Linked DNA regions of Gossypium hirsutum: regions 1, 3 and 4 are each linked to region 2. A link is a contact called in public Hi-C data. All regions are on one chromosome and are shown on one strand. Each heading gives the region's core, a stretch centred on a gene start, on an enhancer-like site or on the middle of the called end of the contact. The rest is flanking DNA. Distances are from core to core; before and after follow the strand shown.

What was found. Hi-C and Micro-C count contacts between places; a contact is called where the count stands out from the background.
Region 1: a contact with region 2 is called in a Hi-C map of hypocotyl, with 2.6 times the contacts expected there. The contact joins the promoter of LOC107926907 here to the promoter of LOC107926994 in region 2. A contact is called at or near these places in 8 of 34 Hi-C or Micro-C datasets (callus, hypocotyl, leaf and 2 more).
Region 3: a Hi-C map of leaf shows a contact between it and region 2, with 1.5 times the contacts expected there. The contact joins the enhancer-like site here to the promoter of LOC107926994 in region 2. A contact is called at or near these places in 3 of 34 Hi-C or Micro-C datasets (anther and leaf).
Region 4: a Hi-C map of leaf shows a contact between it and region 2, with 2.0 times the contacts expected there. The contact joins the promoter of LOC107927001 here to the promoter of LOC107926994 in region 2. A contact is called at or near these places in 8 of 34 Hi-C or Micro-C datasets (anther, callus, hypocotyl and 2 more).

What each region holds. Positions count from the first base shown.
Region 1 is chrA08:117,753,018-117,759,941 of Gossypium_hirsutum_v2.1, forward strand. LOC107926907 (F-box protein PP2-A12) reads right to left here and starts at 2,775. Exons shown (of 3, transcript XM_016857854.2): 1 at 2,125-2,775; 2 at 1,718-1,836; 3 at 387-958. The coding sequence starts at 2,442. The coding sequence ends at 511.
Region 2 is chrA08:117,454,179-117,460,675 of Gossypium_hirsutum_v2.1, forward strand. It overlaps LOC107926994, which reads right to left and starts at 2,501. Exons shown (of 3, transcript XM_016857950.2): 1 at 1,237-2,501. The coding sequence starts at 2,016.
Region 3 is chrA08:117,812,689-117,819,433 of Gossypium_hirsutum_v2.1, forward strand. No RefSeq gene overlaps it. Among protein-coding and RNA genes, the nearest start is that of LOC107927001, 19 kb to the right of the region's middle. Within about 2 kb of position 3,268, at least 3 of the 9 cell types and tissues checked have an H3K27ac peak or open chromatin away from gene starts, as enhancers often do. A contact at or near this core is called in leaf, where this site is marked.
Region 4 is chrA08:117,830,437-117,836,884 of Gossypium_hirsutum_v2.1, forward strand. It overlaps LOC107927001 (RHOMBOID-like protein 3), which reads right to left and starts at 4,615. Exons shown (of 5, transcript XM_016857958.2): 1 at 4,037-4,615; 2 at 3,668-3,831; 3 at 3,386-3,549; 4 at 2,999-3,249; 5 at 2,635-2,906. The coding sequence starts at 4,326. The coding sequence ends at 2,795. It also overlaps the pseudogene LOC107927000.

The sequences.
Region 1 (6,924 bases), core at 1,525-4,024, 300 kb after region 2:
CTTTTTTATATAATACTTAAAATTAGCCATAACATCTCCCTAACTCTTAAATAAGAGATTAAAGCACACTAGAACACTTTCAAACCCATGTCCTTCTACACTAATAATACTACTAATACTAATTAAGCTAATACTCATCCCAACGCTATATATATATTGTGAACTTCAAAAATAAAAATAAAAATCTAAGGTATATATGTTGTTTATTTCCGAGTTGGTGCTTGCTTTTAAATATAGAATATAGATTAGATGAGGGTTCTTTTTTGTAATACAATTTTTATTGTTACCAACTCTTAAATCGGAGCTTATTAAATATTAATTATTTTAAATTGATTTTTTTAACAAAATCTATACAAATGTGTCATCTCAAAGTTAAAAGAGGATAATTAAACAAATGCAAACATAATTTATGCACAAAAATGACTCATTTTGAGTATCTAAACCCCTGAGAAGTTGATTACATTCTCATTCCATATGCGTAAACCGCTCTACAAAAACATTAACTTGTCACTACATGGGTTTAGCACATTTCAAATATCCTCTCTGCTTTAACCTTTCTCTAAATTTACTTGGGTATATAACCACCGAATCTAAACAAAGACCACCTTTTGTATGTGTGCAATCAATTTGCGTCATCGATATCTTAATCCTAGTCGATGAATTCGAGTTCTCGACGTTGAAATCCCCCACATGGTAGTGAAACCATTCCCCCGGATCACTCACTGTACACTGAGATGTGGCGTACTGACCATCCGATGTCCATAGCTGAAACCTTACGGGTTTTATATCCCAACCATGGACATGCTCGGAGTTGCAGATTCGGCGACCGAACCTCCTCACGGCACGACCTAGCTGCAGTCTGAAAAATACGCTATATGTCCCTGTAGGAAACGGAAATTCCACCTCTCCATCAACTTCAAACCACCAGATTTGCTGAAGATATGCAATGGAACCGAACCTAAATCACAAAGAAATGGTAATTGAGATCAATATCCATTTCCCACTAAGTTAAAAGCTTGATCATATCGAATATAGAAGAGGAAATATGTAGGAAATATGTATGAATATCAACCAGCAACATTAAACTTGGTCTTATATTCAGCCATAATACAGAAACTTGTAAGTTATTATATTGACATCCTTTTCTTTAATTACGTACACTAACCAAATCAGACTGTTTCTGACCGCGTGTGATGAGCTATATTGGGCCACTGTACAAAAGTCAAATACTTGAGTTAATTTCTTACAGTTTCCAATCAGTTATATGTAACGCATGTTTCAAAACTTGGGTTAGAATTCTAACTGGTGTTGTGCAAGAAACCTGTGGGTTTATATTACTAAGTGTTTGTCCCCACGGATTAATATAAAAAGATTTAAATGTCAAACACAGTTGCTTGATCAAACCATAGTAACCAGGGAAGAAGTCAAAAGCGGTGAGCACAAAGATATTTTGCTTTTAACATGCAAGGATCCAAGGAGACCAAGTTGCAATTTAGACGATTATTCCAGCACATAAAATCAAAAGAATACATTAAAAATGGAGATATTTAACAACAAAATAGCCCAAAACAAAAACATGCTTCGGATAAATTCGGCTAGATATGCCCCCAAAACTCTTGATTTTGATCAGCCAATCTAAAAAAGAATTGATGATAAGAAACTACTAATCCTCCCATTCTCCTTAACATAGAAGATAAAGGATTTGCTTGTATCTTACCTAGATTCTTCAGTAGGAATATGATTCCAATATCTTCGATCATCAATCCCTGTTATCTGTAAACCCTTTGAAGATATCGACATACAAACACCGCCTGTGCTCTTATCCAGCCATATTTTCTGCAAAAGGTGCCCAAATCCTCATTCCATCAATATTAAACTAGGTTTTTTACCAAGATTTGCTATTTCCAAATGATTATTGTCTTAATACAACGTTTAAAAGAAATTAAAACTGGAAACCAAGCTCCCAAAAAAACAGAGTGGAAAAGTAGAGGAGTGAAATTTCGGATCTTTATAAGAAAACTTGATCAAAAAACAAATACCCAGAAAGCTTCAAGACCCAAATTTCAAATCCCAGATTTTTTTTCTCATTATCGAAACAAAAATAATAACAAAAACAAATTATACCTTGGTGCCACCATCAAAGGTATTAACTCTACAGAGTCTCGTATAAATGTCTCTTTTACCCAACTTCTCAGGCACAAAGCTCAGAACTTTACCGACAAGGGTTTCATAATTCGGTGGCAATTTCGATTCCCAAACGAAATCAGCCCAAGAAGCAGCCCTAAACGCTCTGTTCAACTTTGCCAACTTGCATATTTGTGGAGGATCCAAATACCCAATAATCGAGGCCACACAGCTCTCTGGTAAATCCCCCAAACTGGGTGACGATGAAGATGATAAACCATCTTGGTCTGTGAACAAAAGAGAGAAACTGGCACCCATCAAGAGAAAAGAAAAAGAAAACCCAGGGCACTGAAAAAAAAACAGACTTCCAAAGGCAGAGAGTATTGATGATAAATCACAAAAGAAGAAAGAAGAGAGAAACAAAGAAAGAGAGAGGTGGCAAACAGAGAACAAGCTGGTATTTAAAGGAAGGACGCGTACTCGTTTTTAAGGATTTTTCATCTTTTTTTTTTGTTTTTTTTTGGGGTTACTGTTTTGTCTGTTTGTTTACGGAGAAAAAAAAAAGCCTCAATTTGGAGGGTAAAAGATGGAAGAAAGATGAGTTAAAGAAGATGTAACAAAATTAAACAAGAGTTAAGTAGCTTTTGTGTTGGGAGTAAGAGAAGTATTGCGAGTGTTTCCATGGTTTTGGAGTCTGTAAATCCTGAGGTGAACATAATGGATAACAATTATATAGAAGATTTTCTTACACTAAACAATGGGAATTTGGGGTTTAAAGAGTTGTTGTGGCAGTTCATGTTTATTGATTGCATTCTAAATTATGTGTAATAATAGCACCACAATGAAAACAGCTCTATTTTGTTTTTTTCTAAAATATTTTTATTTTCATTTTTTAATATTTTTGAAAATAAAAAATTAAAAATGGTTCTATTTTCCGAAACTAAACCCACTATTTTTCTTTGTTATATTTCATTATAACTATTTATTAATAATCAAGTATTATAAGTTTTGAATAGTAATAACTTTTATTTTAGTTAATAATCAAATAAATTTTTTATTTTCAACTAATAAAATGTTTCAACACAATGTTGGCCATTAATTTTTAACATTAACCTGACAATTATTATTATTTTTTTGTTTTATTTTTACAACATGTCATGCCAAAATTATGACTCGTGTAATATTTAAGGAAATGGATTTTTTTTAACGTATATGTATATTATATTATGTTGAATAAATTTTATAAAATTTTTTATTCTATTTTAAATATGATATTAATAAAGCTTTGTTGCTTCTTCTTTAATGTTTGATAAAATTGTTAAGCCTACACAAAATAATTTCTTTTTAGAAGAGGGTAAACACCCATAAATATTGAGGTCTGAAAGCCAAGAAAATTTAGAAGCAGTCACAAAATGGGTATTCTTAAAGAAAAAGCTTTAACTTACCTAAAACAATATTTAAAACTACAAGATGTTAAAAAAAAAAATGAAACCATGGAATTGACCTCCGAAAGTTGGTGAAAGGCAAAAGAAAGGATTTTGTTTTTGTGAGTAATTGGATTGCCAAATTAGTATTAGAAAATATCTAAATTTTAATACAAAAAAATAAATATCTTAATTTGACAGCTGACTACATTTCTGAAAAATCAGAAATTGCGTGCTTAAAACCTAATTTCTCTTTCTTATAATCACCATACGTATCATAGACAAACATAAAACAATAAAATCATGCCATGCTCCATTTATTTTGGTTATACATGTCTTTTAATATTAAATAATTTAGTTCTTATATATATTAAATTAAAAAGTCAACGATTTTTCTTTTAAAATTTTCATTTATTTCTATCATTAAGTGATGATACGATTGATGAAGCAACTGGACAATGACATATACCGTACCAAAAAAATATTAAAAAATTAAAAAATTCTAAAAATAAATAAAATTTAAGTAATTATTTCCATACTTAAAATGAACTTTCAAATATTTATTAACAAATTATTAAGAAATAGAATATTATTTATTAAGAACTATAAAAATATTTAAAAATTAATCTTAATTTAACATTAATAATCAAAATTAAAATAACTCTCTCAAAACCACAAATCTAACATAATAAAATTTTTATTTTTTTTTAGTGAATGGTATTTATGTTTTGACCATTTTTCCTTAAATATTTATTATTTTTTATTCAAATTTATAACATATTTTATCAAATTGATACACTTAGCAGTGAACAATATGCAAAGCAAATAGCTGCTTAAAACTAAAAGATTTCACTTCTATTAAATTTTATATTATTTTCTAGTTATTTGTCATTTCAAGTTTTCTTATACTTAAAATAATTCATAATAATAAATATTTAACTCGAATGTTTACGGTAATTTTAAATATTTTTTTAAATAATTTTTATATTTTTATAATTATTTGAAAAACCGCTTTTAAAATAAATCTAGATAAATGATAGACAATAATATTTGAACTTAGATAACCGTTTAATCAAGTTTATCCTAGACATGATTTTTCAAATATTAATTAAAAAACTTTATTTAAGAATTTTTTAAATATTTTCTGTCATATGAATATGTCACATCAACATAAAATACGTATGGTGTGTTACTTATTTACATCATTAATCACATAATCATTTAACCGTAAAAATGAAAAATTAATTTTAATTTAATTTATTGTTTATTTTAAGTAGAAAAATAAAAGCACAATACACCTCTTAATATAAAAATTTTAATGACAAAATGATTAAATTATTGAGAGATTTTTAATACATATACACTTTTTCTTAGGGTCAGCATATTATTAATTATATTTGTGCACTTTTTCTCCAATTAATTTTATTATTTCTTGGGTAAGCACCCACTATTTTTAATTTTACTTTTTAGGTCATTCCTAATTAAACAAATTAAAAAGCAACCGCATGACTTGAATGGGTTTGACGATAGAAGAGGTTTGAATCATGCTATTTAATTGTCACACAAAAAATTTAATTATTACTCCAAATAAATAAAATTTTATTCTTAAATCTACAATATACTTTTTACCATATTATAATTGTTCTTAACTTATTTTATATTTAAATTTTTTTAATTGAATTAATATTACGAGTTAATTAGATATATCAACTAAGTTGAGAAATGATTAAAAAATTATTCTTTTTACAAAATAAAATATATTATTATGAGTATAGTTTTATTTTTTATATAAAATCTCACACGTAAAGTTAAGACATTAAAATTTTTAAACATTCAAATTTATCATTTTATTTAATTTTTATATAAATTTCCTTCCAGATTATAGATATGCAATTGTGTAATATTAATAACTTTTATTAAGACATTTATACGTTCTTACTGCATATCGTTTTATATTCAAAGTAATATCTAATATTAAGTCTCCAAATATTAATTGGCATTCAAATTAGGCAGGTGGTCTGGGCTTTCACATATAAGTTAAAATTTAAATTAATCAGAAAAATTATGGACCAACCAAAATGTGTCTTGTCAGCAATAAAGTACAAGCCACGTTGATGTGTGTCTGAGTCAGCAGAGGACATGTCAACCACATAAAAAATGAGATATGGCCACCTTGGAAACACGTGCCAATTGGTCAACAAAATGGCCTCTCAATGTGGATAAGGCAAAGAAGAAGAAGAAGAGTAGTAAGGCCAAAATGATGAATTATTTTCTTCCAAAACTTGGCTGATAGCGAGTTGGCAAGTTGCAGGATTAGATAGAAATATATAATTAGTTTAATGTTGGGATGATGCAAATTGTTTTAACAGCTCAATGAATTTGCACCACTCGTTTTAAAATAATTAAACAAAGCCAAAACAGACTAAGCATAGCATTCATCGTAAATATAACCGGAAATGTAGTAGATTAAAGCATGCTTATTTCTTTTTCATTCTACTCTCCACTATACATCTGTGTTCAAAATGGTATTTAATTGTTTATACTATAAAAATAGAAAACACAACATTAATGGCAGCTAATGAGAATCTTCATGTTCATGGCGGCAAAAGATCCAACAACAAAGTCTGGATAAGGGAGGATGATACCCTTGACATTAGTGACACGGCGAGGGGTCCGCTGAAAAGTGTCAGTGTCCTTTAGGGACAACCTTTTGGCTTCTTTGGATTTTATAGGATTAAAGAGGAGTAGGATTTTGATTTCTTGGAAGGTGATGTTGTGATGGAACTTATCTATGGTATACTTACCATAAGATTTTCATACATAATCCATAATTTGATGGAATGAAACATGTTGAAGTCGGTGATGATTTCTTCCTTGTATAATAGAATCCATGCCTTGTGGAAGCTGATGCAAGCTTTTCAACTCACGAATCTTGAAATTTGGCAAAGTTTCAGATAAGAGAACTTTCAGCTAGGGTGCTTTCTAAAGGACCATGGTTGATCTGTGGGTATTATCTATTTGTTCAACCATGGACAATCTTGTTTTCAACTATGCAAGCTTGCCTTCATGATATTGTTGTTTGGATTCACCTACCAGCCATATATAAAAAGAGTCTTTTTTTGGGCAGTGAGAAGTAACACTTGTAGAGTAATCAAAATTAACTATAACATAGACAACGCGACAAGGGGGAAGCTAATGGGAATGGTTATATGTGTGGACCTTTGTTCACCTTTAATCTCCAAGATCAAAATTGGAAATATTCAATTGGTGGAGAATGAAGGGTTGTCGAATGTATGCTTTGAGTATAGTAGATATGACCATGTTAAAGACGTGTCTTTTAGTGACTAATTTGAATATTGAGGGTGAATTGAAGTCA
Region 2 (6,497 bases), core at 1,251-3,750:
GCATGGTCACCAAATCAAATGATATAAGATAGGCTACACATATTGTTTTGGTACCAAATGAGGTAATGATGTCTGTATTTGATATCTTATCCATATGTTAAAACATTTTTGAAAATAAATATTTGAAGGTCAAATTCAAAAATTTTAAAAAAAATTAAGTTTAAAAAATAAATAAAAATTAAATTTATCACAAACCTAATACGTAAAATTGTAGAAGAAACTATACTATTAACTAATATAATATGTTTTGTCTTTCGTTTTAGAAACTGCTTAAACCAAGAACGAGATGAGAAGAACCGTAAGGTTGAGTTTGTTTCAGGACTAGCTAGTGACAGAAGATCCGGTGGTCCAAAAATTATAAACAGTGCATGCTTTTATTGTTGGCATGTTGAATTCAAAACAGACAAAAATCTAGGAACAAGTAAAATGTTTTAAAGACAAGTTACATTTGGATTAAGTCAACTCACTAACTCGACATCTGCCCACCCATTATAATAATGTTTGGAACTTCATAAAGCTAACTAATAACACAACAGTAAAGGGACCATATTGCTTAATATTATGCATTGGCAACAATAAAAAATAATTCAAAGATATTTAATATTGATTTCTTAAATGAAAATAGGACCCATATACCATACCAAATCAGCTGCCTACGATGGAGATTCATAACTAACCTAATTCCAAACTCAATTAAATATTTAAATTAAAAGCACCAACCAACAACTACCATCTTTATTATTCCTAAAACATAATTTGTAATAGAATTAGTTGAAAACATATTATCTTACTCCTTTTCATACTTTTTAACATAAGCATATATAGCAGAATAGGGTACATCTCATCTCATGTACTATTTCATATTCGTTTCGGGTTTCTACGCCGTGTAGGGGGATCTAAGGCCTCGGGTTGCTCCTTGGGAATTTAATTCCAAAGCTTCGAGATGTACCCTATCACTTCCCGATAAATATTCCACGCGTGGGAAAGTAAAGGAATCCATGCGATTGCGATCCCACTTCCAGCTGTTTCTGCCCTTCCCCAATCCTACCCTCACTAAATCTCAAAATCCCCTTCACATCCCTTACCTAATTCATCATTCCAAAAATATATGTGGTGATTAAAAGACATCAAACAATCAGATAACGCCAGCAACAGACAAAGGATAAAATTAATTTTAATTAAAATTTGAACACGCAAAATATTGAATTCAAATCAATTCATCTCCTACCAATTTACCTTTGTGAAGTTGATGGAATCCTCACCCACTGTATTGCTGACTTCTTCCTTCTGGGGTAAACTTGTTTCAGCCTCAACGATGTCGTTTTGGCTCGACCTCTCTGAATTACTGCTCCAAGTCTGTAAAACATCCGCAGTAAATTCACTTTCTGCCCAGCTGTTACTGCTTGTGTTGGAGGAGACCCTACTGGCAGTAATGGTTGTTGAGGAGTAGGAGGATGTGTCGGTGGTACTGACGTTGGTAGTCGTATTCTGATCGGACGGTTCATTTTTCTCTTCAAGAAATTCACGGAACAACTTGCAGCGTCTGATCTCACCCTGATGATCTTCCTTGTCAGCTTTTCTCCAAAAGCTTCTTTTCAAGAGCTTCCTTGAAAAATTCCTGGTAAAATGCACTTTCCTGGAACTGTTTCTTTTCATCGACAACGATGAAGATGATGACTTGACGGAAGGAAAAGGGAGTAGCTTGACGGCGTTAAGAACAACTTCTGAAGCTCTTTGCAGAGCTGAAATGGTGGCGGCACCTGGTTTCGAACGGCTTCTGAAAAGAAGCCGTTTAGTGGTGCTTGAGTAATTATCTTTGGATTTCTTCAACTCGGCCTCGAGAAGAAACCTGACGGTGGTGCAGCAACGTTGACGTGGAAACGATTTGAAACCACTAGAAGAGCAGGAACTCAGATCGTCTCTTAGGAGGAAATCTTTGAGCATCAAAGGTTTCTTCTCGAACGAAAGCGTTTTCCTAAGCTTAATATGATCAGCGGGAACACCGATCAAAGCCATATTGATGGGAGAAAAAGGTTGCAGGGTTTTAAACAAAAAAGGGTTATGTAATACGTTAATTGTTACTTACAGCTGTAAGCAATGTTGGATATGATATGATGATGAAAACTTGAAGAAGATAAGAGGGCATTTAAAATAGACTCAGAATGATCAGAACATAAGCAGCTTTTAGTACAACAGAGGAACGCAGAAATGGAAAAATTACAGAGAGAGAGGGATTTATAGAGGAAAGATTTTAAAGGTTGTAAAGATCTCTAGGGTGAAGATTTTGAAAGGTGAGAGAGAAGCTAGGATGATGCTGCACTGCTGCTTCATCTCCTTCTTCCTCTTGTTCTTGTCGATGCTTTCAGTTTTTGAATCTTAAGTTTCAATATTTTAATGGGTTTTTTGAATTGGTGAATTAAATGCATGTAAAAGTTTATTTATTTATAATTTTGTTATTACAGTGAAGGGGAAAGATGAAAGAAGAGTTTGAGAGACCAGTAGTTGACCTCTGAAAAAAATCTGAAAATGATGTGCTATCTTCCATGCATGCAGCGATACTGGAGGAAAGTCTTCACGTGCTTTGTCACGTGTGTTTGTCTTTGCAACAAATTTTATGATAAAATAGTAGTTTGATTCTCATTTTTTACCTAAACAAAAATGGTTTTGTATATTATAATTATTTTTCAAAATATATTTGTTTAAGATTTGAAAAACTTAGATCCTATACTATTTTTAAATTTTACAACATTTAGTATGTCAGGGTTGAGTTTGAAAATGTTTTGAAACTTAACATCTCTTTCTTAAAAAAATAGTCATGCTTAAAAACATATATGAGATATTGAAATTGAGTGTATATTCTTTTGATGATTATTGTTGTTTCAATTGAGAAATTAATCTTAGGAGTATAAAAATTTATAGTTATCACCTTATAAAAGATGATGATCCACCCTCCCCCTAAGTAGTGATGGGCTATGGGCTTCAGCACATCTCTTGATACCTCACAATTAAAAAAATTAGGTTGGGGCAGTTCAGTAGTAAATGGAATTGAATTATTAGGAGTTCTTTTTAGTCCAAGTCCCATAATAATAAAGACTTAAGTGATGATTTATGAGTCACTATGTTGCACTAAGGCTAATATTAGGTACTGAATGGTTGTTTATTATTTGGTTCATTTTTTCTTTTTTAAGTTTTAATCTGAGTTAAGTTAATTTCGGTACCTAGTACTTTTAGGTTTCATCAAATAATAGTCTTATACTAATTAATAATAGGGCAGATTGTATCATTACTTACTAATTTATGGGTAAGTTTTCGTTTTAGTTACTTAACTAAAAAAAGTTACAATTTGGTCACTGAACTATTTGAAAGTTTTCATTTAAGTCACTGGGATGTTAAAATTGATGTTATATAGCTTTCTTTGTTCATATTGCCTACACCAATCGGAAGTTCTTTTTCTCCTTCTCTTCTATAGTTAAGTTTTTTTATGAAATAATTTTAGACATCACAAATTTACAAACCAAAATTCAAATAGTTTCTTTTCTTCAATCTCCAATATTGACCATCATATCGAGTTAGATCTAAGGTATTTTGTTTTTCCTCCTCGAAGGGTATTGATCCACCATTCTAATTGTCAAACCGTCGCTTGAAGCTTGCTGGTGAAGCTTTTTTTTTAAAAAAAAAATATTCTAATGACTTAAATGAAAACTTCTAAATAATTTGACGATTTAAATAAAAATTTCCTAATAATTTAGTGACTAAAATAAAAATTTACCTATAGTTTAATGATTAATAGTGTAATTTACCCTTAATAATAAAAAGTGACTTCTAAATAATTAGACGAGGCTAATGGTCTAAGATATACAAAGCCTAGCCAGCTGCTATCCTTGCTCTATTCATACTAGGCCATTGATGAGGACAAAAACATGAGCTAATGAGAAGAGAGTCTTTGGCTATGAATTAGTTACAAAAAAATGATTTATCTGAGTTGAGTTTTAGATGTAAGAGGCACATTTAATTTTGTAATTTTCCATAACTAATTTAATTGTCAAAGAGCAATCAAAGTAACTATTCCAATACTTTTTTAGTTAACTCGTTCAAGACAAACTCGTAATTCAATATTCAATTCTTGCAATCCTCCTTCATCTCTAGAAGAAACAAACATTTTGGCATTGTTTGTTAGAAGTTTCAAACAAGAAGATATAAACACAACCATAGAAACAAACCCTTACCTCAACCTCTGCACCTATTTCTAATTCAATGAGCACCCAACGGAGAACACTTCGTAGCCAAAGCCAACTGCCCCACTTGGTTCTCTTGCAGCTAACACTTCTATCTTGTATCTAAACCCCAAGATATCCCAATTCAAATTTGGTAATTTTTGCCGCCTTAGCTTCTACATCTGTAGGGGCCGTTTTTGTTCCTTTTCTTCCACATCGGCTTGTGATGCATCTATTTCACAACCAAGCCCTGCATGATATGAACTCAAGAGGGTTCAAGAGTAATATACATCATGGATGGGTGAAAATTATAAAATTAAATTTACCAAATCTGCTATTTTTTAAGTTTAAAACATAAGCAAATTTGGAATGCATTTTTTGATGTGATCTAGATATTTCTAAGTTGAGTTGTTTTTTAATGGATCAAAGAATTATTTCTTAACTTTGCAACAATCGGCCTACACCGAAAATAGCATTATAAGTAGATGATTGATCAACCAAAAAGAAATCTATGTACTCAGCAATAGTATGCTCGCCATCTCTAATGTAAATGGGAGATGGTGGAAAAATTTAGTTTACAAAACGATTTTGTTACATAGCGGAAGATTTAAAATTTTTCAAAAACTTAGCCGCTATGTTATTTATAGTAATAAACCATTTATCAAATTCGTTTCTATGTTTTGGAATATGCATGTCTCAACTTTCTAGCAACATAATTTTGTCCGTTATTCTCAAACTCTCGATTTACTTAAAGTGTGGGCTCTAAATTCTTGAACCAATAAAAATAATGAAAACTTTATTGATTTTCTAGTGGAAAAAAACAAATCTCTTTATAAACTAAAAATCAAAAGAAAACTCTCTCAAAAATAGAATTTATTTATGGCATAAATCTCAATAATATTTGACAAAATAATAATACTTTGTGTTGTTTTATTTGACCTAGCCTATAGTCTTTATTTATAGAGAAAAACCACGAGTCATAATTAAACAAAAGCAAATACTATTATTTTAATAGAAAATACATACTCCTACTAAAACTATAGGCAAGTGGGCGGCACACCTAAGGTTGCTGCCCATTACATGTTAGATGGGTCAGTTGGGCTTGTCTAATGTGTTAAGTATAATTATATATGTTATCTAAACCTTTAATCAATTAATATAATTTTATATTTCTTAAAATATTATTTATTTAATTAATTAAAATAAATTTAAATAATTCACTCAATTAAATTATTTTATTAACTCAATTCTAATTTCGTTAAAATTATGAAGACTTAACCGTACTAAAATCTATGAGTAAATAAATTTAATTGTCTTCTTCTATAAAACTATGATGATTAATTAATTTAATTTTTACTCTGAAATTTAATTATTTAATTACAATAAATTGAATAATAATCTGAAGAAATTAATTTAATCTTTAAGTCATCTCTTGCTTATAGCGAGAAACACATTCATTGCGAGAGTGATACATTCGATCTATTTTCTAAATTGATTCAAATGCAAACCATTAAGGGTTGTACCGAGTTAGCGAAGACTGATTGAACATATATAATTAAGATCCAAATAGTTGGTAATTAAGTTTCGACACTTTGTTTATTAATTACAATATTATTTAGGTTCTTTCAATGATCTTGTCATATGTGTTACCTTTATAGTATATTCTTAATCTATTTGGGTTAAATCCGTTCAACAAATATGATTTTATTTCACCTCATGGTAATCATTATTTATTATTTCATGAAAAATTTAATTACTAGTAATTAATAATTAAATCATTTGTCCTAAATAAATAAACCGTGAGTACCTTATTTTTTCATCTCTCATGTAATGTGAGTGAAAGACTACTATTTACCTTCTATTAGATTATAAATTCAACTATTATAAATGAAATTATACTATGCAAAAAACATATACCCAACATATTAACTTTCTACTCTATAACCAATTTAACTTAGTCTCCGCCTTTTATGTAGTTAAGTGTAGGCGACTTTCATACGGGCACGGGCAAGGTAACAATACCAGTAGTGGAGAGGTAGTGGCGGCGAGCACCACTATGGAGAGGTATCTAGAACAAAAAGAACAAAGTTCAGAAATGAGACAAATGATTAAAGGATATGTGACCAAGGCATTGATGTCATAATACAATTTGGCCTCTATTTTACAGAAAAGCCGTGGGTCTTGATTTTAGAAATAATAAATGCCATCTGGTCCTGTACCAAATCTCCATTGGTTTCCGTAGTAACAAGTAAACCATATGTAATGCTTATATTAGAGTCAAAT
Region 3 (6,745 bases), core at 2,018-4,517, 360 kb after region 2:
ATTCACCCAACGATCAATGGGATGGTTTGGTCTAAGGGTGAGCAAAACTCGATCCAATTTAAAAATAAAATTAAAAATAAATTCAAATTTTGAGTTAATTGAATCAAGTTATTTGATTTTTCAGTCAACTCGAATAAGTTGAGTTTGAGATAAGTTTAATTTTACAATTTAAATAATTCAAATAACAAATCGGTGTAAATATTCATTTGGTCCCTGACAATTTTAAAAATTAGCAAATTGGTCTCCCTCAACAAAAAGTACAAAAAAACTTCAAAATAATTTTTAAAATTCAAAATATTTATAAAATTCTAAAATTTATATTTTAAAAAACATATATATAAATTTTAAAATTTTTAAAGAATATATAAAGAAAATTTAAAATTTTATAAAATAATTTAAAATTTTATAAAATAATAATTTTGAGGACCTAAATAAAATAATTAATGATTCAAGTTTATAACACTAAAGAATTTTTTTTTCTTATTTTGCTTTGATAAGCTTTTAAATGTATATGGTTTCAAATTTATGTGTTATAACATGAAATTAGTTATACTATAACAAGATTTTAATTTGACATGTTTAATTTTTTAGTTTAACTTGAACAAATTTACTTGATTCGACTCAACTTAAATTTCATTTCACTCGACTCGATTCAAAAATTTTCAAATCAAGTTAGGATGATATAATAAGACTCGTCAACTCGAAATTTTTTCACTTAATTCTATTAAACTCTGACCCCTCTAACTATTTAGATTTCATTGATTTGGCCAGGTTTGCCTCACATAATATGAAATCAAAATTTAATATTTTGGCCTGTGAATCACAAACTAATAATTTAAATTTAAATCTATTATATTATTTTGAAAATATTTTTTTTATATATTTTTAAAATTTATTATTATTATTTTTGAAAATATTTATATATTTTTATATATTTCTTTAATTTTTTTAGAATTAAGATTAAATTGGGAATATTTGTAAATTTTGAGTGTTAATTTTTTAAAATTGTGACTAAATTGATATAATATATAAAAGTTAAGGACTAAATTTATTGTTATATCGATTTTTTAAATGCCATCTAAGTAACTTTAGTTGAAAATATTAACATTTTAGTAATTTCATAATGAAGGCGAAATCCAGTTAAAACTAATTTCCATTCAATCAAAACTTTTAAAATAATAGTATCGCCTTTCGGAAGCACTGTTGAATGCTGCTTTTAGTGTTTGCTAAACCTGCAGCTTAAAAGGATCCTAGAAATAGATTAATGCTAGCTACCATTCTGGGTGCAGATAGAACTTTGCTTTGATTTTTTGTTATAAATTTACAGTAATTAGTACAGCTTGACGCATATTTTTAGAAATATTTTAATGTCAGTTAGATCAAATCATTGTTGGATTTTTCCTTCCTTTGCCAGCTTTAAAACATATATCTTATCAATTCATCTAATCCCAGAAAAATTCTCTGACAGAAAAGATATATATATCCAATCCCAGGAGAAGGAGAGGTTTGTTCAACATTGTCTGCTTTGATTTTATCAAGAAGCCTATTGAGAATGACAGCTGCTACCTATATACATATGATAGTTTCTGAGAAAGAAGACAATGGAAATAAAATAATTTAGAGGTGGATGTTAGCTCAAACTTTGACGCTGACATTAGCGGCAAAATCTTAGCTTCATGTACTCCATACCCGGCTTGCACCTTCTTTGTCTATTTCTATCTCTTTTGCTGTACGGTAACATGTCCATTTAGAGTGGCGTATCAAACTACTCAATTCACTTCTTTTCATACAAATATCGAATTGAGTTGTTGTTAGATACGTAAACAAGCTTATATAAAAAAAGCTCCAGATTTGCTATATATATAGATATATGTTCTGTCGTCAAAGTAGTTTTTGAAGTTGGAGTGAAATGAAACTGATTACTTTGCTGTAATTGAGTCCAATTTATACCAAGCCTAGACTTAAATTACTAGCTATTTTATTCCCCTGATCTACGATGATACATTCTATTAGATACTACAATTATATGATTTCATAAAATAACTAAAATATAATACAACTTGATATTAATATAATATATTTGTTGGGGAAGAAATGATAAACAAGGTTCTGTTTACGAGAGAAATTGAGCAAATACTAGCATCAGGGGAAGAGGTTAAAGAAGATCTTTCTTGAGGTCAAGAAAGGGTATCTATAAGTGAGGTTAATTGCCACCTTTGCCCCAAGGCCTCGACATATGCCCATACTAGTTTTATCGTGGACGACCCCTTAGGGAACACGATAACCTTATTAGTCAGGCGGTGATGGGATTAGTGGATTCAATGAACTAACTGCAATTAGACTAATGTGGACTCGATGAAGCTTCATGTGGGATGTACACATGCTTCATGCGAGGAGGAGACTCAACACCTAGCTTCGACAAGTTAGGTTGGAGGCACTCCAAATGTCTAGCATGCATGTGTTAGGGAAGACCATAGTTGGCGAGGTGCTGCTTGTGGGCGAGGTTGTGGTTAGCAAAACAAGGCTAGTGATGCCCATTCTCATAGCAATTGCCCTTAACCAAGGAAAATGTTATAAAGTGGCAATCCCCGAGACAAGACAATGGCATATTGACTTTCTGATTTTTAAACGACGTAAAAAGCTTGAGAACATGGGCATGAACAATATGTGTCGTAAATGAGTTGCGTGTTTCACACGTATCTTGTAATTTTGAGAACTCGATTTTGACAAAAAGGTGTGCCATTTGAGTTTTCTCCAATTAATTATATAAATAATGTAATGAAAAATATCTCTACTTACCATTATATATACATTCAGTCTTTCGAAGAAGTTAAAAACCCTTTAATAATATCTTCAATTATATAAAATAATAATTCGATTAATATTTAATACATTAATAATCAACATAAACACAAATATTTATTTTTTTTCAGAAAATTAATACAAATTACAATATGTCACGTGCAATTGTCCAATGATTGATGGATGATAAGAAGAAAAATAATTTGAAAAGACAACATTTTAAGTGAAAATTTTTAGTGGCCCAAATTGTAAGAAAATATCATCGCAATTAATAAATTGAAAAAGATATTAGCGGCTTTCATGTGCAGCTTAAAAATAAAAGATAATGTGATAGCGTTTGAAGGTTTTGATAAATAATAATAGTAATAATAAACATCAAAAAGATTGTTTTGTTTGTCTCTATTATTCTAATAGTATAGCCAAAAGGGGAAGATGCTGAGAAGTAAGACAATGGAGGACATCACACAAGTTGATAAAGTGGGTATCAAGTTTATCAAAGACTGAATCATTTGATTAAGACATTAGTGGACCATGAATTGATTATCGGGGTTTTAATGTCAGCAGATTTTCCTCATGCAAAGATTCCATTAACTCAAATCAACAAAATCACTTTATATATATATATATGTATATCATGATAAGATACCAACTACGTTGCTCATGATTCTGATATGCTTGCTATAATGAATTTCATGATACATAAAGAATCAAAGAATAAAACTCCAACACTACAGACTCTAAAACCTAATCTGCCTTGGAAAACAACTGAGTCCGATATTAAGCTACTGTTTTTGTATAAATGGGTTCAACCACCACAAACCAAATCTTATCTGCAAAAAAGAACGAAACATATAATGCCAGATTTCTCTACCTACTAAGAATTCTAGCCCTTTTTGTATGAAGGGAATGGAATCAAATTCAAAAGAGATGGTATGTATGACAAAGCAATCAACTTGGCTTAGAAAATGAGGTTGAGAGCTGCCTGCCACATCGATTGGTGTCCAATCCGAGACCGAATAAAGTGGCTGATTAAACCAACTTAGTGTAATTCTCACAAGAGTACGTTTTCAGCAACATTTGACTCTGTAGAAGTCCCCCGTCTCATTAATCCCCATGCACTTGAACCCACCTTGCTCCATCAACTTCCTCCACTTCTCAAAACTCCCATGCCTTTCAAACCTGTTACCTCGTTCACAAGTAATTATATTTCTGATTTCCCCTGCAAACATCTCTTCTATTTTGATCCTAACCGGACTATGCAACGGAAGCTATAATCAATTGAGTCGAATATGGCTGAGTAGTATCTCAATGAATTGGTAACTCTTGCTTCTAAGCTGAGGACATTATGCTCAGCTTCTTGCTTTGCCATGGTGACTACTGTAGGGTTTGTGCTACGAATAAGTCCCAAAAAGTCCTTCAATGCGCCCCCGTCTCGATCATAAAGTGTCTTTTGCAGTTGAAACACACAATTCATAGTTACACTCTCCTCATTTGCACGAAGCAACAACAACCTTATATCTTCTAACCTCTAATTAATCAAAAGATAAATCTTTTAGTCATTGGTCAAAAGTTATATCATCTGATTTTTGAAAAAGAATTATAACTATTCAAACAATATTATTTGAATAGTTATAATATTAAATGAATAATTATGTGCATTTTTAAAAGACATTATTATTCTGAAAAGACACCTATTAAAAGATGTCTCTATGAAAAAATATGAGAATTCCTATAAATAGGAATGAAATTTCATTTGGAAACCATACTAACAAATTCTGATATTCTTTCTTTTCTTCATTTATTATTAGATTTTTATTCTATAAAGTATTACTACAGAAATCATTTATAAAAATTGAGTTTCTTGTTATATATTACTCAGTGCTTAGTGGATTATTCTCGTCATTGCAAAACGCAATTTGTCATCGGCTTCATTGTATTCTTGAGGTTAATTTGCTTGAAACTCTTTTGCACATCAAAGATAGGTGAGGACGAATATAACCTTAAAGATAGTGTTAAGCTTTGGCCTGCAATGCAACATCAGACTAGCATGCAAACCAACATTGGAGCTGAACCAAATGAAGCAGAATCATTTTGTTTATTTGTAACTTGATTCGGTTGCTTTGTAATTTAACGTTTAAGTTAGTAGTATTTGGTCAAGATTTGAAAGTGATAGCTGGTATGTCAGCTATATTTTGTTTGTAATTTTAGCTAAGCTTTTGACAAGCATTTATGGGAGCAGTTATGTTAGGTAACTGTCAATTTTATTGTAACATATATACTTTTGGTGGATGAAATGAAAAGTAAGAAAAATTCATTTTCTTCCTCAACAATTTGTTTTTGCTTCTGTTTTAGTTTTTCTCTCTTGCAATTCTCAAGTCTTTGAAGTTTAAGCTTCTTTCATACTTTATCCAGGTTTATTACTTTGTTGCTCTATTTTCAGACAGAGCTTCATATTTCATCCGGATTACTTGGTTTTGTTTTTATTCCTATGTAAAAAACCAACAAATGGTATCAAGAGCATGTCATCTTTGAGGGCCTCTGTTGTTGGTATCTTTCTTTGTGGAGAAAACTTAAAGAAAAAAAAAGCAGAAGCTATTTTTTGTTGGTCTGTTTGTTTGCTATAAGGATGACTTTACACCACCACCACCACCACCACCACCTGTGTTTGCTGGAGAAAACTACCACATCTGGGTAGTAAAGATAAAGACATATCTTCAAGCACACGACTTGTGGAATATTGTAGAAAATGATGTTGAACCACCTCCATTGAGGGCCAATCCCACCATTGCACAGATAAAGCAACATAGTGAAGATTGTGCCAAGAAGCATAAGGCTATGCTTACCTATAAAATGGAGTATCCAATGTGATTTTTACTAGGATAATGCCTTGTGACTCACCAAAACAAGCATGGGAGAAGCTAAAAGAGGAGTTTATGAGGTCAGACAAAACAAGACAACAGCAACTGATCAACTTTAGGAGAGACTTTAAGAACTTGAAAATGAAAGACTCAGAGACTATCAAGCAGTATTCTGATAGGATAATGGTCATGGTCAACAACATTAGGCTCCTTGGTGATGATTTTAGTGAGAGCAGAGTTGTTAAAAAGGTCATTACAACTCTCCTTGAAAAATTTGAGTCAAAGATATCTTCATTGGAGGACTCGAGGGATTTATCAGCCATCTCACTATCTGAGTTGGTAAATTCCTTGTATGCACTTGAGTAAAGGAGGGCCAATAGGCAGGAAGAGCATCTTGAAAGAGCTTTTCAAGCAAAGATCAAAGAAGGCTCAGGTTCAAGTCAAAAAGGGAAGAAACCTTGGCTCAATAAAAAGGAAGAAATCAAATAGAGATGTTGGTAAGAAGAGTTTTCCACCATGCATTCACTGCAAGAAGACCACACATTTGGAGAAGTTTTGCTGGTATAGGCCAGATGTCTAGTGCAGGAAATGAAAACAGTTTGGTCATGTTGAGAATGTGTGTAAGACCAAAGGAAAGGCTCAAACTCAGCAGTAAAACGAAGCTCAAGCTGCTGAGGATGTTCAAGCTCAAGAGGAGCATGTTTTCTCTGCATCTTGTTATGCAACCTCAAGCAAAATTAGCAAGAACTAGTTAGTTGACAGTGGTTATTCTCACCATATAGCTTCAGATGAAAGGCTGTTCAAGAATCTTGACAGAAGGTTTACTTTCAAAGTTAGATTTGGAAATGGCAAGCTTATTGAGGCCAGAAGCAAAGGAGATGCAGTGATCAGCACACATTCAGGTAACAAAGTTATTTCTGATGTACTTTATGTGCCTGACATAGATTAAAACCTGCTTAGTGTTGGTAAGCTAATTGAGAAGGGTTATTCACTGGTTTTCAAGAATAAATCATTTGTCGTTAAGGATTCATTTGGTCAAATACTGGTTACAATGCCTATGACTGATAGGTGTTTCATGCTGGATG
Region 4 (6,448 bases), core at 3,365-5,864, 380 kb after region 2:
GGCTACTGGAGCCTGTTATCTTTAAATTTTTCATGCTTCTAGTACTTGTTTTCTGCATCTGCCACGGCACCAGATTTTAGAATTTCCTTACTTTAATCATAAATGCTTCAATGTGGTCCTGTTGCGTTGTGACCTTAGTTGGCCATTTGTGATTGCCCTTTATTCCTAAGCATATAGTTTGCTTGTTGCTTTTAGTTGTTAGGTTTCTTGCTCTTAAAGTCATTAATGGAGGATTTTTACCCAATAGTTTGATATGTTGGTGAAGTGATTATAATGAATAATGACCCTTTAATGTTTTTTGTTCAAATGACCTTGTTTGCTTGCTTGATTATACTTTTTAAAATTTTCCTGATGTTAACCTTTTAAAGGCAAGAAGGGCTTTGAGAGCACTAAAAGGATTGGTGAAGCTTCAGGCATTGGTTAGAGGCCATATTGAAAGGAAGAAAACTGCAGAATGGCTAAGACGGATGCAAGTATTCTTGCAAACACAAGCACGTGCTCGTGCCGGGCGGGCCCAAATTTCCGAATCTTCACGAATAAGCAGCAAATCTTCTCACTACCTCCATCCAGTAAGTCAGTATAGTTCTTCCCTCTTTTCATTTTTTGGGATTGAGATGGTTGGATTTGTTACATAGATTTCTCCTTGTGCTTATTAGATTGATATAAACTTTTGTGTATTTTGTAATTGTTGGTGACTCTGGAATCTCTCTATTAATGTACAGGGTCCACCAACCCCTGAAAATTTTGAACATGCCGTTCAACCGAAGAGTACAAAATACGAACAATCATCAATGCTGAAGGTATGCTTTTCATATCTATTTGAAGCTCTGTTGTTGGACTTAGGTGAGTGTTGGGTACGGTTGTGTCTAACAAACGCAAATTCAATCCTTTTGAAGTTTTCTGTAGATTTGGAGTACGATATTTTTTTTACTTAAGTCTGAATATGTAGGATACAGATTTCGAACATGAGTATTTAATAAATAAATAATCGGATAATATAAGTTCGGAGTTTCTTTAAGGAAACTTTGTAGTACTATTTACTTATTTGGCATTGACTATGCATGCTTAACTAACTTATTCCAACAATTTCAGAGAAATGGCTCAAGGTTGAGTGGAAGGACTCGTGATAATTATGAGCAAATGCACCCAGGTTGGTATACGTCCGACCACTGGATTGATGATCAATCATGGGATCAACGAGGGCATTCGACAAGAATTGGTCATACGGATGATGAAAAAAGAATGACAAAATTCTTGAGGTTGATATTGGGAAACCCCGTTTCACCTCCAAACGCCGAAACCTGTTTCACTCTACACACCTTGCATTGAATTCTGATCTATATGGTTGTAGCTTCACAAATTCTAGAGACTCACATCAAACAGCTCCTACTCCTTTGTCTGAAGTTCAGTCCTTAAATTTATTGAAGTTCCCTCATGAGGTCGAGGAAAGTCCTTTCTGTACTGCTGATAATAGTCCAGATTTCCATTCGGCATCATCAAAAGGGGGTAGTTCTATGAGAAGCCCCTTTACTCCTGCCAAGAGTGATGGGTCAAGAAGCTATTTAAGCGGTTACTCGGACCACCCAAATTACATGGCTTTCACTGAATCTTCAAGGGCTAAGGTAAGGTCTCTGAGTGGTCCCAAACAAAGACCCCAGCATGACAGATCCAGTTCGACAAAGAGGTATTCCATTCACGGCTTCGGAGAATTGAAATCATGTACACTGAAGTCTGCCTTGCACGCAAACTTTGCAAACAAGGCTTATCCAGGTTCAGGTCGTTTGGACAGGCTAGGAATGCCTGTTGGATATAGATATTACTAAATAAGGGTTTGCTGTGTTCCCTTTTGCTTTATGTTCATGTTTTCATGCGTAGGTAGGACTTATGTTGATGACTCTTGACCTAACTCTCTCATTGTGTTTTAGTGCATGTGACTTCCAATCAAGTTTCAAAGATCATGTATTCAAAATGTGCTTTACAAGGAGTAACCTTATGAAAAACAAAGATGAAATAGGGTTTAGTCATAATTGTCCCTTTGTCCCATTTCTTTAATCCTTCTTTTGTAGATGTGATTAAAGTTATTCATTCCTGCTTGTGACCCTTTATATAAGTTTTGCATGCTGGCAGAATTCTAAAGGCATGTAAACTACATTTGGCAATCTTTATTGGCAAACTTTAGAAAATAATCCCGACTTTTGGTGGTATCCAGTCTAGTGGGTAGGTTTTGGCATGCAGGTTAAAAGAAAAACCTATGGAATTTACGAAGCAGCCAAGAGTTTTACTGGCTCAGGCTAGAAAAGGTTTATGTACTGAAGAATCAGGGGGCAACGAGGTGACCCAAAGTCTCAGTCAGGGCAGTGAAAAGTCAAAAAAAAAAAAAACAGTACAAATTTCATTAAAATGTGTTTATCAGGGAGCAGAGAAGGGGGTCAATGTCCTATCACCTTGATATAAGATTCCAATCACTCAGTGCCAATGTATTTCTCTATAGGTGGATCAGAGCAGAGCACTGCCATTTCTATAGGTGACTTTGGAAGAAAAAAAGGTCTGAAAATACGTCAAAGATTTATCTCTACTTTCTAAGTAAACCTGCATTCAATGACAACATATATGATGTATAGAATTGCATCCATATAAGAACAACGAATTTACTAATATTCAAATATAATCTCTAAGCATATACATAGACAAATATCAACCGGAAGAAATTAATAAACGAATAAAAATAGTGAAAGAATTGAGTGAGAGAAGATGAAGACGGGGGTTAATAGTAGTAATGGTAATGGTTTCATTATTATTTTCCACAGTGCCAACTTGATGTAGGAACACAGCTCAGGTAATGGCACCAGCTGCAATGGTCATTTCCATTTTCTCCTCTAAACAGCATCACCAATCCGACTGTGAATCTGCATCCCATCCATAAATTATACAACATATCAATCTTTCCAGTCAACAGAAGGACGAAAGCTAAATTAAAATGCAGGATTTAGATACTTACCCAACTATAACCAAGACCACTGCAATCACCCAGAAAACATATTGGTATGCCCTGTGCTTAGATTTAACAGGTGCACCAGCAGGAACATGCTGACGTTGAACCCACCCGAATTGGGGACGAAGCAGCAAAACAAACCCAAGGAGAAAGCCGGTCAAGAAGCCACCGATATGTGCGAAGTTATCGACGTGAGGAAGAATCCCTACTGCTAAGTTAATGGCAATAATGACCACAAGTGTGATCAGAGCAGCAGCCTACACACATACGTCAACAAACTCACAGTTAACAATTATGCAACAAACATCAAAGCAATTACTATTTTCCAATAGAATGCAACATGTAAACATTTTTGCTTTCAAAGCGTATATATACAAAGGGCAGATGACATACCTTATTTGTGTAGATAGTCCAGTTAGTCAGAAGCTCCGATAACATTGCTCCCAGAAGGCCGAATAAAGCACCAGATGCACCAACAGAAATATTATCCTGAATGAAAAGAGATGATAGTATACTCCCTCCAAAGCCGGACAATAGATAGATAAGCCCAATACGCACTGTCAGGGGAAAAACACATATATAAGCTATAACAGCAAGATGATCAAATTCTTCATTCAGCAAGTAATGAATCAAATAATCATTAATCAAGCACTAAGAAAAGGACAGATAGAATACGGAATCCAAATTGCTGTTCAAGGCGAATTCCAATGAAGACCAAGCTCAACATGTTAGCAAGAAGATGAATAACGCCAGCATGTAGCCAGATGCAAGTGATGAGCCTCCATCCTTGCTTGCCATGCGCTACCTTGCTCCAATTTAGTGCTCCCAATTTGTCCAATCTGAATAAGAACAAAAATTAGAAAGTTAGAAAGAGCTACAATTATTGCCAATGGCATGACCTAATTAAAATCTTGCTATAGACTGAAAAAGAACAGGAAAGATACACATCATATAAAAATCCAAGGAGCCTCAAGTTCCATTCTAACCCAATTCGAAGCGGGTTTAAAACCATCAGATTTAGAGATGGGAGTAGATGCGGCTTACGTATGAGAAGAAGGACCAAAGAGAGGATTTTCTTTCAAAGGCTGAAAAGAAAGCTTGCCAAGGAACTTAGCCACGCAGCTGCCTTCAAATCCCAGATTGTTGTTAGGGCAATCATTGATATACATCACCACAAAAAAAACAGCAACATTAGCCACCACGAACATTGGAACAAGCCATGAAGTCCATTGCTTATCAGTGTTTTCTACATAGAAAGGAGATGATGATTGGTGATAGCTATTTGCTCTGTTCTTCCCATTCCTTCCTCCTCGCTCTAGATCCCCACTTGCCATCCTCCAATACAAAAACTTGGTTCTTTTTCAAGTTTAATGAATAAAATTTGTACCTTTTTTTCTTCTGTGGGGTTTTCTTTTTCAAAGGAAACTGGGATCAAACTCAAATTTATATCTATTTCGATTAGTAGAAATGGAGAGAGATTTGGGTTGTGGGTACAGATTTAACCGTTGAGCTACAGCCTACAAGTTTTTATAGCTGTCAGTCTGTCTGTCTCTATCTTTGAGCTTTGTTTCGTGGTGGTTTGTGTGATTGACTGTTGGGTTTGATAGAGTAAAAGCTTGTTCTTTACCTCCTCTTTTAAATGTAACATTGATGAACCCCAAAATCTTTAATAAAGTGATGCATTAGTTTTTTAACCTTTTGATGAAGAATGAACGTTATGGAAAGTGATTCTAACTTCGTAATTATCCCCACCTGGAAATGATCAACATTCTACATTCTATCACCTTTTAATGCCATAATAATCACGGAAAAATAAGAAAATTCCAATTTCTCATTTCTTTTAAAATATGCTATTAGTTTTTATATTTTAAAAAATTCAGATTTAATCCTTATACTTAAAAATTAAAATTTTTATTTTTTTTTGATTTAAAAATCTTAGTTAAACTATTATTGTTGATGATAGTTTTTATTAAAATTTATTAATTTAATATATTTATTTTTTGTTAATCATATCTCACATTATATAAAAATAATTTAATTAATGTGTAAAATTGATAAATTTTAACAGAAAATACTGATAATATTACTGATTAGACTAAAATTTCTAAATAGAAAAAAAAGAAAACTTGATTGCTAAATCTCAAACTTAGACGAAATACAGCATATTTTAAGCAAATAATTAATATATCTTCAATTAGTCAATGGTAGAGGTAGAGGGCCTCCAGCCATATGTGGTTGTCAATTTTTCATTTCATGCTCATCTAATTAAAGGAAAGAAAGAAAGAATGGTATTATGTATATTGAGAGTACATCTTGTAAAAGGCAGCATTGGAAACTGAGGTCCTCAAATAGTAAAATTGCTTTAAAAATTATAAGTTAATCGTTAAAAAATTGCAATTCTGATTCCTCTAAAATAGTGGCTTAGATAAAGTTTGTGAAATGAGTTATTAACAGATGGAGTGTAATAAAGAAATGAATAAAATAGGAAAAGGAATTAAAAAATATAGTTTCCTATATGGATATTTAACATATAATTTGTAAATTATTCTTTGGTTTGAAGAAAATTCCATAAACTCTGGCGTTAAGATTTTTTGGTGTAAACCTTAATTGATATATAAATATGGATATGGTAAAAATGGGTATGAAAGGCTGATGCCTTCCATGTTAAGGAGCTGATCACAAACACTCAAAATGGCAATAAAATCATTACAGGGATTGACTTTTATTATTTAAATGACACGCTGATATTACGCGGATTAGGATAGGAATTGCTCAGCAAATGAAGCGAAATTTTATAGGTGGAGTGAGTTGGCAGCAAGCCACTATGGGTTTCAGTTGGTTGGCTGGCTGGCTGGACTAGTTCCTTTGGCTTTCAACCTACGCTCTACGCCTCCGCCATCTGCCATCTGCCATCTGCCATCTGCCATCTGCCTTTTCACGTCCTTTATACTAAACCTCCTCTATTCATATATGATAGACACACGCAAATCGGACGGAGCTTATATAAATAAATAATAAATGCTGCAACTACATGCATAAATGTTGGAGTTTCAACACACTTTAACCGGGTAAAGTAAGAATTTCAAACAGAATACCAGCAGCAACGTATTATACCCGGGTAAAATATGAAGGAAAAATGCTTGAAGTTCAAGCTTTTATCTATTGTTGGGGATTTTTTAGGAAAGAGCAGAGCAGAGGAAGAAATACAGGACAGAACAAGGCAGTATTTTTACTTGCTCACAAATGTGCAGCAAGGGAGCTATGGCTTCAGCTCATTTAGCTCAATTTTTCATTAAGAAAAATAATACATTTATAGAGAAAACACATTACCAAATACTACCTACTCCCACTTAGTAGCCTAGGGACTTGCTAAGCATTACTTGTACACATCAATAAGCAGAATTATCAGCTCAATCATCACCTAAACCTATCAAAAACATCAACAACTAGTTCATT